Linked DNA regions of Oryctolagus cuniculus: region 1 is linked to region 2. Evidence: chromatin contacts called from public Hi-C data. All regions are on one chromosome and are shown on one strand. The core of a region is the stretch at or near the end of the contact, and the rest is flanking DNA. Distances in the headings are between cores, read along the strand shown.

The links. A called contact is a pair of places that touch in the nucleus more often than the background predicts.
Region 1: a Hi-C map of an unstated tissue shows a contact between it and region 2, with 8 times the contacts expected there. The contact joins two enhancer-like sites. A contact is called at or near these places in 3 of 6 Hi-C or Micro-C datasets (ear pinna, psoas muscle and an unstated tissue).

What each region holds. Positions count from the first base shown.
Region 1 is chr6:144,165,662-144,171,569 of mOryCun1.1, forward strand. The region is part of intron 3 of SAMD12 (sterile alpha motif domain containing 12); the gene reads right to left. Among named protein-coding and RNA genes, the nearest start is that of SAMD12, 260 kb to the right of the region's middle. Within about 2 kb of position 3,515, at least 1 of the 8 cell types and tissues checked has an H3K27ac peak or open chromatin away from gene starts, as enhancers often do.
Region 2 is chr6:143,597,257-143,603,050 of mOryCun1.1, forward strand. The region is part of intron 1 of EXT1 (exostosin glycosyltransferase 1); the gene reads right to left. Among named protein-coding and RNA genes, the nearest start is that of EXT1, 250 kb to the right of the region's middle. Within about 2 kb of position 3,210, at least 1 of the 8 cell types and tissues checked has an H3K27ac peak or open chromatin away from gene starts, as enhancers often do.

The sequences.
Region 1 (5,908 bases), core at 2,265-4,764, 570 kb after region 2:
CTCTCTTTTCTGCCTCTGCTAATACTACATGTTACTCATATTCTTGCTAAAATCATGTAACCATAGAATCAATCAAGATCACACCATCTCACAATAGTCTTCCTTCCCTTCTGGATTCTTCTTTTTTTAAATAAAGATTCATTTATTTATTTGAAAGTGAGAGTTGCAGAGAGAGAGGGAGAGACACAGAGAAAGTGATCATGCAGCTATTGGTTCATTCTCCAGATGGCCTCAATAGCCAGGGCTGGGCCAAGACTAAGTCAGGAGGCAGGATACTGGTCACTCACATGGGTGGCAAGGGCCGGGGCACTTGGGCCATTAATCTCTGCTTTTCCCAGGCCATTAGCAGGGAGCTGGATCAGAAGTGGAACTGGTGCCCATATGGGATGCTGGTATCACAGGTGGCATCTTTATCCACTATGCTGCAATGCTGGATTCTTGTAGAATGCATTTTTTTTGACATGCTCTTTCTTTCTTTATTTGAGAGAGAAGAAGGAGGAGGGTATGGGAGAAGGAGGATAGGAAGTGAAAAAGGGAGAGATCCCATCTGCTCCCAATAGTTAGGCTGAAGTCGGGAAACAGGAACTGAATCCAGGTTCCCCCTGTGGATGGCAGGAACCCAGTCACTTGAGCCATCACCATTGCCTCCTAGAATCAGCATCAACAGGAAGCTGGAGTCAGAAACCAGAGCTGGGTGTTGAACACAGGCACCCTGATAGGGATACAGGTGTCTTAACTTGCATCTTAACAACTAGGCCAAACATCAATCCCTACATAATTCTCTTAACAATTAACTGAAGATTGCTTTGAGATGCCACTTAACTTGTGTTTTTCCTTTCCTATATTTTAAGATCTGCAAAGACAGATATATGTCATATTACTTCCCCCTCTCACTCTGGGTCCTATAGCACTTAGCCCAGTTTCATGAACATAATAGGTGCACAATAAACAGAGGAAGAAGGCAAAGAATGAGCCATAGTTTTTGAAAGGGGCTTAGGTAGACACAACAGAACATGCATTTTATAACATTGCCTATAATCACATTCTATTACTTGAAATTTGAAAGAATAATAGAACTCCTTATGGAAGATAACTGAGCAATTTGGTTCAGGGTCAGAGGGTGGGAGGGAAATCTGCTGAAATCTCTAATGTTTTCAGTGAATCAGAGTCTTAATGGGTAAAAAGGTGTTAAACAATTGCTGTCAGTCTTGACTATCTGCCAAATGACTGATCACAATGGCAGAGCTGTATTTCCCAACTTGGAGGTTTTGCAAGTCGTTAATAAACTGTGCAACACTTACCAGGTGTTTGGTTAAAGCATGCTTACATAAAGAGTTTGCAAATATTTATACTCCACAGAAATCCTCCCACTATATTTAGAGAGTTGAAACAGAATAATTGTTTTCTTTTAAAAGATTGTGTTTCTGATGAAGGGGCATTATATTTCCAAGAATCGTAAAGAGAAGTGTTACTCTGAAGCTTTTGTCTCAACTTCCCCTCACAAGGAAATGATCTATGAGGATAATATGAGAAAGCTGAAGTAAACTGTCACCTGCCAAACATTCTATTTTAATAACAATGTATCATATCTAACATTTTTTTTAAAAAAAAGGAGAAATAAGAAATACTCTTTTCACATCTGTTTGGGAAAAAAAAGCACTCAAACCAAATCAGCTTCAATTTTGTAAGACACAAGCACATTTGTTAACTTTTCTCTTTCTTTTAAGGGGAGTCTTTAAGTAGGAAGTTGGAAATTAAAATGAGGTCACATATGTATGCTGCCACTGAAATAGAAGTATGTTTCAGGGGCAGGATTTTAAGGTAGGGAGGGGGAAACCTCATGAGTCCTTTATTATTACTCTTATTAAAGGATAAGAGCATTCATTTCACATTAGCCATAAGAGAACCCAACGTGCTTGCTTATCTAGCAGTAGAAGATGGTAGGTTTGAATTACTACATCCACAAAGAATGCTCTACTTAGCAACACATGTCTAAGGCCCAGCCACCAGTGCTTTCTGATTAGTGGGGACCAGTGGGGATATATACGACTCTTTTCCTATCATGGGATACCTAACATGGAAGTTGATTAATTGATATCCAAGGATGACCTAATAGATTTTTTTTATTCATTGTGATTGGCTGTCACTTCCTATCATGTTAATTAAGATAGTAATTCCTATCTACCAATGGGAGATCTTGCAGGAAGAACCAGAAAGATAAGGAAGTGGCCACAGAAAGCCCATGTACCAGTGCGAGTACCCTACAGTTGGCTTGTGTGAAAGCTCCCCCTTCAGGAACTTAGAACAACTGCAAAAGGCAACAAGAGGTTGGGACAAAGGAAAAAAAAAACCCAAATTTCTGCCAAATGCCATGCCATAAAAATATTTTCCCCCTTCCTTCGAAGATCTTTTATTATTTAACTGGAACCTCTTGTAAACTAGAGACATATAATGAAACACATTGTCATCCATGCCTGTCCAATCACCCTCCAGGAAAAACTATTATTAAAAGAATAAAGATAGGGGCCAATGCTGTGGCGTAGTAGGTTAATCCCTCTGCCTGCGGCACCAGCATCTCATATGTCACAGGTTCTAGTCCCATCTGCTCTTCTGATACAGCTCTCTGCTATGTCCTGGGAAAGCAGTAAAAGATGATCCAAGTCCCAGGGCCCCTGCAACCATGTGGGAGAACTGGAAGAAGCTCCTGGCTCCTGGCTTTGGATTGGTGCAGCTCCAGCCACTGCGGCCAATTGGGGAGTGAACCTTTCTCTCTGTCTCTCCCTCTCACTGTCTGCAACTCTACTTCTCAAATAAATAAAATCTTCTTTTAAAAAAGAATAAACTCTGTTGAAAGGTATAAGTGTGTGTAGACTGCCATCAAAAATCAGTTATTTATATTCTGAAAACAATGTGAAGGAAAGGATACTTTTTTTTACAAAATGTTATAATTGGAAAAATTTTTATTAACTAAACAATTTGGAGATTCTGCTTTTTGCTCAAGATAAGCACACCATGGGGCTGGAGCTGTGGTATAGTGTGTGAAGCCACTGCCTGCAGCACCGGCATCCCATATGGGCACTGGTTCAAGACCCAGCTTCTTCACTTCTGATTCAGATCCCTGCTGACACGGTTGGCCAAGCAGCAGAAGATGGTCTAAGTCTTTGGGTCCCTGCACCTTGGATTGGCTTAGCTCCAGTTCTTTTGGCCATCTGGGAGGTGAACCAGCAGATGGAGGACCTGTCTCTGCATCTGCCTCTCCCTCTCTGTAACTCTGCTTTTCAAATAAATAATCTTTAAAAAAAACAAAGCACATCATAAAGCTGACTCATATTGAGTATTTCAAAGAATTAGGAGAGTTCCTTTCATTATATAGTCTTCAGTAATCTTCTTGTCCAGGATAAGCTGGTTCCTTCTCCAAGTGTGTTTTAAGAGTGAGCTATCCAATCTGCCTACTTAAGCCAAATAAGCAACCCCTGAGGGGCACATTCCATGCATGGAAATGGCAGCTCACATGTTGATATCTGTCTGCTATGCACTAGACTAGAGGGAGGGTTGCATCAGACTAACAGTGCTCAAGGCCTCCATGACTCAAACAGATCTTCCATTAAAAGTATCTCAACATTCTCATGTATCTAGCATGGCTTCTCATTTCCCTTTACAGTTTTTGGGGACATCTCTCATGGTATAGTGAAAAACAGTCATCTACTCTTGGTTTCCTTTTTATCAATTTAAAGTGTGGTTCCAGTAATAAGTTAATACTTAACCACTGAAGTGGAATCAAGGAGGTACTTTGCAACTTGTATGATTCATCTAAATCATGACTCATCTAAATCATGGTGTGCTGTCATATAAATGTCAGATGTAGGGAAAACTTACAGGAAAAGTTACATGAAGTGATGGGCTTTGTACTTGTATTACTATTAATCATATTAACTATTAATAATCATAATTATAATAAATTAAGCAGACCAGGGGAAGAATTTAGACCAAGAGCCATCCACATTTTTTTCAGAGTATATGACTCAAATTCTGGCAAAAGATAATCAATGACACTACACTTTCACTTCACATCTCTAATATGCCCATGGGAGTTGGCTGAAATCAAGGTAATCTTTAAACCTGGGAAGATTCAAACAACAAAGATTTGGTTTCATATAAAATATCATTTAGTTTGTTGAGCTGAATGTTTCAGCTGCCAAACAGAAGGAACTGTTCCATGTGAAAAACAAACCATCCAGTTAGTACAGTTTCATTCATTTGGGCTTGCTTAACCTGGCCAGTACTACATATGACAACTGGTACAATGGAATCACAAGATAATCTCTACCCTTCATTTAACCCCATTGAACTCTTCCAATCTTGTTTGCTCCCGGTATCTCAGCCATCTCTCCTTTCATCCTTCAAATATTTAATATCAATATCTATATGAGCAGTAATGTATGTATGTTATTTTTGATTATATATAATATAAAATCTAATTTTGGTGACTCAGATAACTTTTTGAATTTTGATTTTTCCAAGTATTTCCAGATTTTTGAAAGGTTTTTTCATTTTATCTGTTTTTAGAAAAACTGTAACAGATGAAAGTTCCTAAAGATTACCCTCTTCTGAATTTTTTTAAGTGGAGCTAAATAGAATTGGGTTAATGAAGAGATACTGCGAACATATGTGTTTGAACTAAAGAATATGCAGTTTCCAAGAAAAGCCCAATCCCCTACTCCGGCTTCTCTGTGTCTGTTCTACTAGAGTTGGTTATCTAGCAATAGCTCAACAAATGTTTATTGAGTAAATTAATGAGCACCAATTCAAAGATAATTGAACAATTAGCAGGTAATGAATGATCTGTAAATTAGCAACTTATAATAAATTACAAATTATGTAGTTAATCAGTAAATAATTAAACTTAGAGATAACAATGGATAAAATGTTTAGTAAGTCAACAAATGGCCAGAATAAAAAAAGAGTAGATCCTCTAAAAATTAAAAGTCCCAAATACAAACTGTTTACAATGGCAGGTATGTTATTATTTTCAAACACTGTAAGATATAAATGGGTACTGAAACAGAATTAGATAAATAGTGTGCATTGCAATTCCCTGTGCCACCTTGCATAATAACCTATTATTAACAGTGATTTAATATTCCACTGCCAAACACCCAATTTGGAATCTTACTGTTCAGATATGTTTGTGAGATTTTCTTTTCAGACTCCATTGTTTTGCACATGCAGACTTTGTGACACATTTTTCACAAATAACCTGGGCTGGGCTTCTGTCCATTTGGGTTATCCTTTCTTTGCTTCTATTTCTCCTGCACATCACTGATTTGATAACCTATTTCAGCAGGGCCTACTATGTGGTGTTCTGATGGCAGTAGGCAAGTTTTTTTTCCTGTGAATTCTGATGTAATGGTTCCTAAATAAATGAGTACAGGAGAGTACTTCAAAAAGTTCATGGAAAATGGAACTTAAAGTTTATTTTGGTGAAAAAAATGAAATCCCATAATACACCTTTTCCATAAGCCTGAAAATTTTTTGAAGACAACTTGTATGTGTAAATTTCAATATTTTTTGTACCAGAACAAAGTTATCTTTTACTCAGATTTTCCAGACTTTTTGAGATCGCCTTATATATGGAACACTTATTTTTTTGGAGCTGTGATGTTTCAAAGGTAGACACTATAATATGGATTACCTCCTGAGTCTGGCTTGGCTTTCCTCTTGGTGGTTTCAGTAACAATCATTTTTATTGATACTGCTTGCAAGAAATGGAGTATACCTGCTTGTAAGATTCAATTTACTTCCTAGGCTTTTTTTCTGAATGTACTAAGAAAATCCAACTCAAATGTGTATAGCCAGAGGTGATAAAGGGAGAGGGTGACATATTGCAAAAAGTTCTAAAGGCAAAGTC
Region 2 (5,794 bases), core at 1,960-4,459:
ATGCAAAAATAATCATGCTAACGACTGAACAGCCAGAACAACTGGTGACGCACTCAACGCTCAGGGGTGTGCTACCCGCATCACGCAAGCTGGCGCTGTCTCAGTGTCTCGATCTAGGAGGTTAATAGCATGAGTCTCGTTCTACAACTGAATGCTGAGGCTGACGGAGGTTCAGTAACGTGCCCACAGTCACACGGCCAGGGAAGGGCAATGGGGACATGAGCCCGGTCCATCCGACCCTCAAGTGTGAGACACGGCAAGACTTGACTGGCATTTCATATATGCAGTTTTGATGTCACAGGCACACACAGGTATCAATCACTTATTTCAAAGCACTGGAATCCAAAGATTTTGGTGCCCATTTCAATGGGTGATTCAGGTACAGGAAGATAAAACCTTCAAACACAGAACTTAGAGCTATGTTGACACTAACATGCTGTGTTTCCAAGTTTCTATTTGTCGTCTTCTGGATAATGCATTCATAGCATCTCTCCCCCTCGTTCTCACTCTAAATAACATGCTAGGCACATGTTCAACGTCTGAAATTGCCCAGAACTGAGAAAACCCAAAGTAAGCAGCAGGTCCAACCAGTTAAGTGATCAGGCAAAAAGGCACAAAATACAGTTACTAGCTCAAAATCTTCCCCCGGGAGCTGAGTGGAGACTGTGCAATAATGACGGCAAAGGATCATGACAAGCAACTGTACAATAATTTAAAAAATGGGGCTGAGAAGACAGGGGTTTAGTGTGGTGGTTAAGATATCTATGCTCCACACGAGAGGATCTGGGTTCAAATCCCAGTTTCTGACTCTAGCTTCCCACTGACACAGATCAGAGAAGGCCAGTAGTGATGATGGATGGTAAGTTGTGGACTGAGTTCCCGGCTTTCCTCTTTGGCCTTATCCAGCTCCAGCCATTGCAGTCATTTGGGAAGTGAATCAGTAGATGGAAGTGCACTCTCTCTCTCCCCCTTGCTTTCTCTCATTCTCTCCCTGCATCTCAAGTAAATAAATAAAAACAATTAAAACGCATATTTAAAAAAAGAAAGAAAAATAAACAACAATCGGGAGTGAGTGAACTTGGAGCTTGTACAAAATTCAGATGGTTTCACATTTTTCTCACTACTTCTGATGTGGACGTCTACAGGGCCTGGTACCAGGGCAATGTCATGTGAGTGGATGGATCCAAGTTAGCGGACTCCTTCTAAAGTAGTACAAGTTAAAGATACGAAATGTCTCCCTAAATTCACATTCAGGTTCATATGCATAAATTGCTCCAGACTTTTCTACCTATCCTACAGGAAGAAAAATACGCATCAATGAGACGTGTCCAGTAAGCTCATTCTTCTAAAGTGCTTGTTAGCACCTCCTTTTTCACTTTGGAAGTTTCTGGTTTTACTGAGCATGTATTTTGATTACACACATTTACAATTTTTCACAAGTTTCGACATTATAAATCAGTGATCCAATGGTGCCCACTGTGAAGGAAGGAAGCACATATATTACATCGATTCATCTTTTCCTGGGACAGTCTAGCTGAGACCACAAATTGGAGAGTTACAAGCAGTATCCTGCTTGCTGGGTTGTTTCATTTTGCTCATACTGAACCTAAGCCATTTGCCTTAAATCAACTGCCAACACTTTCAAATCATGAGACATCTGGTCAAAACCCAGATGCCAGGATTCTTAAGAAAAACAGGGAGATCCGGCAACACTGGATCTGCGCTCCCTGATGGCAAACCAGAGCGGGCAGATTGCCTCACTTAGGTCATTCACCTGGTGTCTGGGCCCATCTGAGCTAGTGGCCTCTGGTCAAGGTGAAGTAGCTGGAGGCCACAAAGAACTCACCTTAGCTGGACAAAGACCTGCGGCAGCAGCTCTGTTCTCAGACAAGGACTCATGACTTCACTACAACATGAGCTATTGGATGAGGGCTATAACATTCTCCAAACTCGACACAGGGCATTTTGAGCTATTTTCCAAATGGCCTGGCCTCTCTCTTTGCTGAGTCCTCACAGAGACACAGCTCCTATAGACATCTATACCCCCACCACGGCAGCAGCCAAACAACAGTGCCATGTCCCAAGTGCTACCACTCAGCCCTCAGGCCCTGCTGAGCACCCTGTGCTAAGTGTGCCTACCAGGTAATTGACAAGTTACCCGGGATGCAGGCATGGGAGCTAAGACATAAAGCATTTATCTACAAAGGGACCAGTCTGTCACTTAAAAATAATTATGTTTCTTTAAGTAAACTGACAAATTATGTCCTCTCCAACTTACTTATTAAACTTATAGGCAATTTACACACCTATTTTTAGAGGGGTGTGTGTGTGTGTGTGTGTGTGTGTGAGAGAGAGAGAGAGAGAGAGAGAGAAAGGAAAACAAGAAGATTCTATCTGCTCCCTGAAATTTTACCTGAAGAACCCACGGTCCCTAAGCAAAGATTGAGAAGTGGGTGAGATGCTCCTGGCTCCCTGAGATACAAAGAGGAATTCTGCAAATACCGCACATTGGTCAATGTACAGCATATAGGGACAGCAAAGGTGAATGCAGATGTTACGCTATCAAGCTTATCCCCCGGACACTACTGCGAAATTGTGTTGCTTCACATTTGCGAAGTCCAAGGACAGAATCTGTGCAACAAATTTAAGTACTAGCCATGCCAGAACACGTGCTGTGTATGCAAAGCCTGCTTCAAGGTTGGCTTTGTTGCCAGCAAGATAATAAAGTATGATCCAAACCCTAGCACGGTCTCAGCTGTCTTTAAAGAGACATTATACAGCCAGCATTATCTGTGCAGGACAGATATTTGGTCTAGCAGTTACGATACGCACATCCCACACTGGAGTGCCTGGGTTCAACTCTGTGCTGTGGCTCCACCTTCCAGCTTCCTACTAACGCAAACCTTGGGAAGAGGTGGTGATGACTCAAGCAGTTGGTTCTCTGCCATGAGAGAGCTAGATTGTGTTTTTGGCTCCTGACTCCCCTCCCACTAAATGCTGCAGGCTTTCAGGGAGTGAACCAGTAGATGGGAGCATGTGCACTCACCCTCTGCCCCCTCTACACACAATGAAAACTTTTGAAGGATGTAGTTACCCAATTCAACCGGTAGATGGGGCACTTCCACATGGCAAGTGTCCCCACTGAAGCAACCCGGTAAGAAAGAGACTAGGCCTGCCTTCCTCCTCCACAGCCCCTACCAGTTAAAAGGATAACAGATGGCGAGGGTGCACTCATCTCTGAAAGAGGCATTTGAGCATTTCCCTGACTTCTCTTTCACTCCTACTGTGATGTAAATAAAAGGGGTGGAGATAGTGTGGTTAGGAGCCATGAAGTTGACCAGCTCAGGAGAGAGAAACACATTCCCACGCCACTTGGAATTCATCAGTCATGACTGATTGTTAACTTTGGGCCAGCAGGTGCTGAGTGCCCACTGCATGCTGGAATGAGACACGAGATCTGCACTGGGAACTCGCACAGAAACAAGGCGTGATCCCCGGCCCACAGCATCTGTTATGGACACAGACGCTGAAGCAGTTACAAAACACGGTGAGGGGGCATCACTGTGGTTATGGGTGGGAGGTGGTCAGGCAAGCTGTCTCTGAAGAAGCATCCGTGAAACTGAGCCTCCTCCAAGAGAGGGTGCTAGAGAACCAATCAGCAGGGGACCCTCCTTACCACTGCCCACACTCAAGGAGTAAGAGATGAGCCAGTCAGTGTGGGGTGGTAGAGGGGTTGCAGAGGAAGGGCAGGGAAGGGAGCAACAGGCCAAAGGCATTTGTCTGACACGGCACCGGGTGTCCACGGCTTTGATGCCTACAGGAACAAAATAAATCCACAATGGCTTAGCGCTTAATGTTGTGGGCTCTATTTACAATTCCCCAGACCAGACGTGTGAATACAAACTTCATCAACTCCACCCTAAAAGGGAAGGGTATTACTATCCTCCTCTTTATACAGGTGAGACAACCAGGCACACAGAGCGGTTCAGTAACTTGTCTCTGTCACACAGCCCCGGTATTGCAGAGCCCAGACTGGAACCCCAGCACACCCCAACTCCTAAGTTCGTGCTCTCAACTGCTTCATTCTCAGAAGCACCCCTAAATCTCCATTTTCCACTGCGTCTTCCACTGCTATGCTGAAGTTTTCTGGTTACATTTTTGTATAGTTTGGGGTTTTGGTGGCAGACACTTGATGTGCTTCCAATAAGAATCCACAATTTTTCGCTGAGTGTGAGACCAGACAGACCTAGCCTAGGTGTGGGTAAATCAATCACAGACACCAGCTTCCTCATGAGCCTGGGTTCTGGACGGGGGCTCCGCAGAAGCCAGTAAATCAGGACCCAGGTGCCTCTGAGACGCTTCAAACAGATGTGTCCCTGTGCCTACTCCAGATGGCTCCACATCTTGGCTCCTTGCTCCTGCAGGCCCTTCAGGCCTTTCAGAGAGGCATGCCGAGGAGGAAGGCCCACGGAGCGAAGCCGCGTGGAGGGCTCTGCGATATTTCATGTACGCGTAGAAGGTGCCCTAAGCGCAGTCGGCATAAATCACTGCCAGCCTTGCCTACCTGGATCCAATTTTCCCGAAGATGAAGTTGTTTTACATGTTGCACAAAGGTTTCTGCTGCCAGTTAACCCGTCACCTGCGCAATTTATTCCAACCTCTTCCACAGGCAACAGGTTGCTCAGAATTTACCACACTGACAGCTCTGTACTGATTCACCCTCTTGCTGAAAAATGGGTTTCAGCAAAAAACAATTAGTAAAGTGTTGGAAAACCACACAAATCAGAAAGAAAAAAAATGCAATTTCTTATGTTTCTAGCCCTAGGGACAGGTTCACAAACCTTTCTTTGCTCTTGAATTGAGAATGCCCTTGACCTTATCCAGTGATTCAGTCCCAGACAACAGCTGGTGGTCACTTCGCCTTGCATGGATCTTGCAGGACGGTCTAGATAGTCCCTACTTTCCTGCCTCTTCTCCAAAGCAAAGCACACTTTTTAAAAGGGTAGAAGCCATGGTTTCTTTGATGCAGGTCACATCTCCAGCACTCAGTCCTCTGCATCAAAGATGAATTCCATGACAGAAGGCCAGGGAGGGATCTCAGGGCCACGGCTGAGCCAGGCGTGTATTTGTTCACTTTGCTGATCTCCCTTGTAAACTTCACTTCCCTCTTTCCTGGATGTCCTGTGGAGGCCCTGCAGTTGCCCCTTAGTCTCTAGGATCGTCTTCCCTTCCTTCGAGTCCAGGCCTTGCGATGACGGAGTCCAAAACCACTCTAGGGTTTACATAGAAACAACTTCCTTTTCTCTCTTCTCTTATGAAAACTTCCCCTATTTCCTTTGCCCCTCTTGGACCACAGAGGGCCGAGTAGGTCACACCCACTGCTTCCTCCCTCATTCTACAGACACAGATAGCTACTGGTAATGTGATTTCTCTCTGACCACGGTGACGCATCCAAGTTTGCTTGCTTGTACTTAATATTCAACCTATCAGGAGATGGTGGCGTTCACTGCACAAACCATGGAAATAACTGGGTGTCTGCACACACTGCCTGCCTGGAAATGCATTTGGACAGATTTGGACAGATCTTTTTACTGGGTTATGTTGCTTTAATGTAGCCTCAGTTGGGTGGGGGAAAGGTTAGCACTGTCACATCAACAAAGGAAGAATATAAGGCAGCTTAACATTATATGGGTTTTTCCGTCCTGATGCAGATCCTAAACGTATATGTGTTAAACCATTACAGATGGGAAATCATTAGAAAGAAAATTTTTAATTATAAAATAGCAAAGATTTC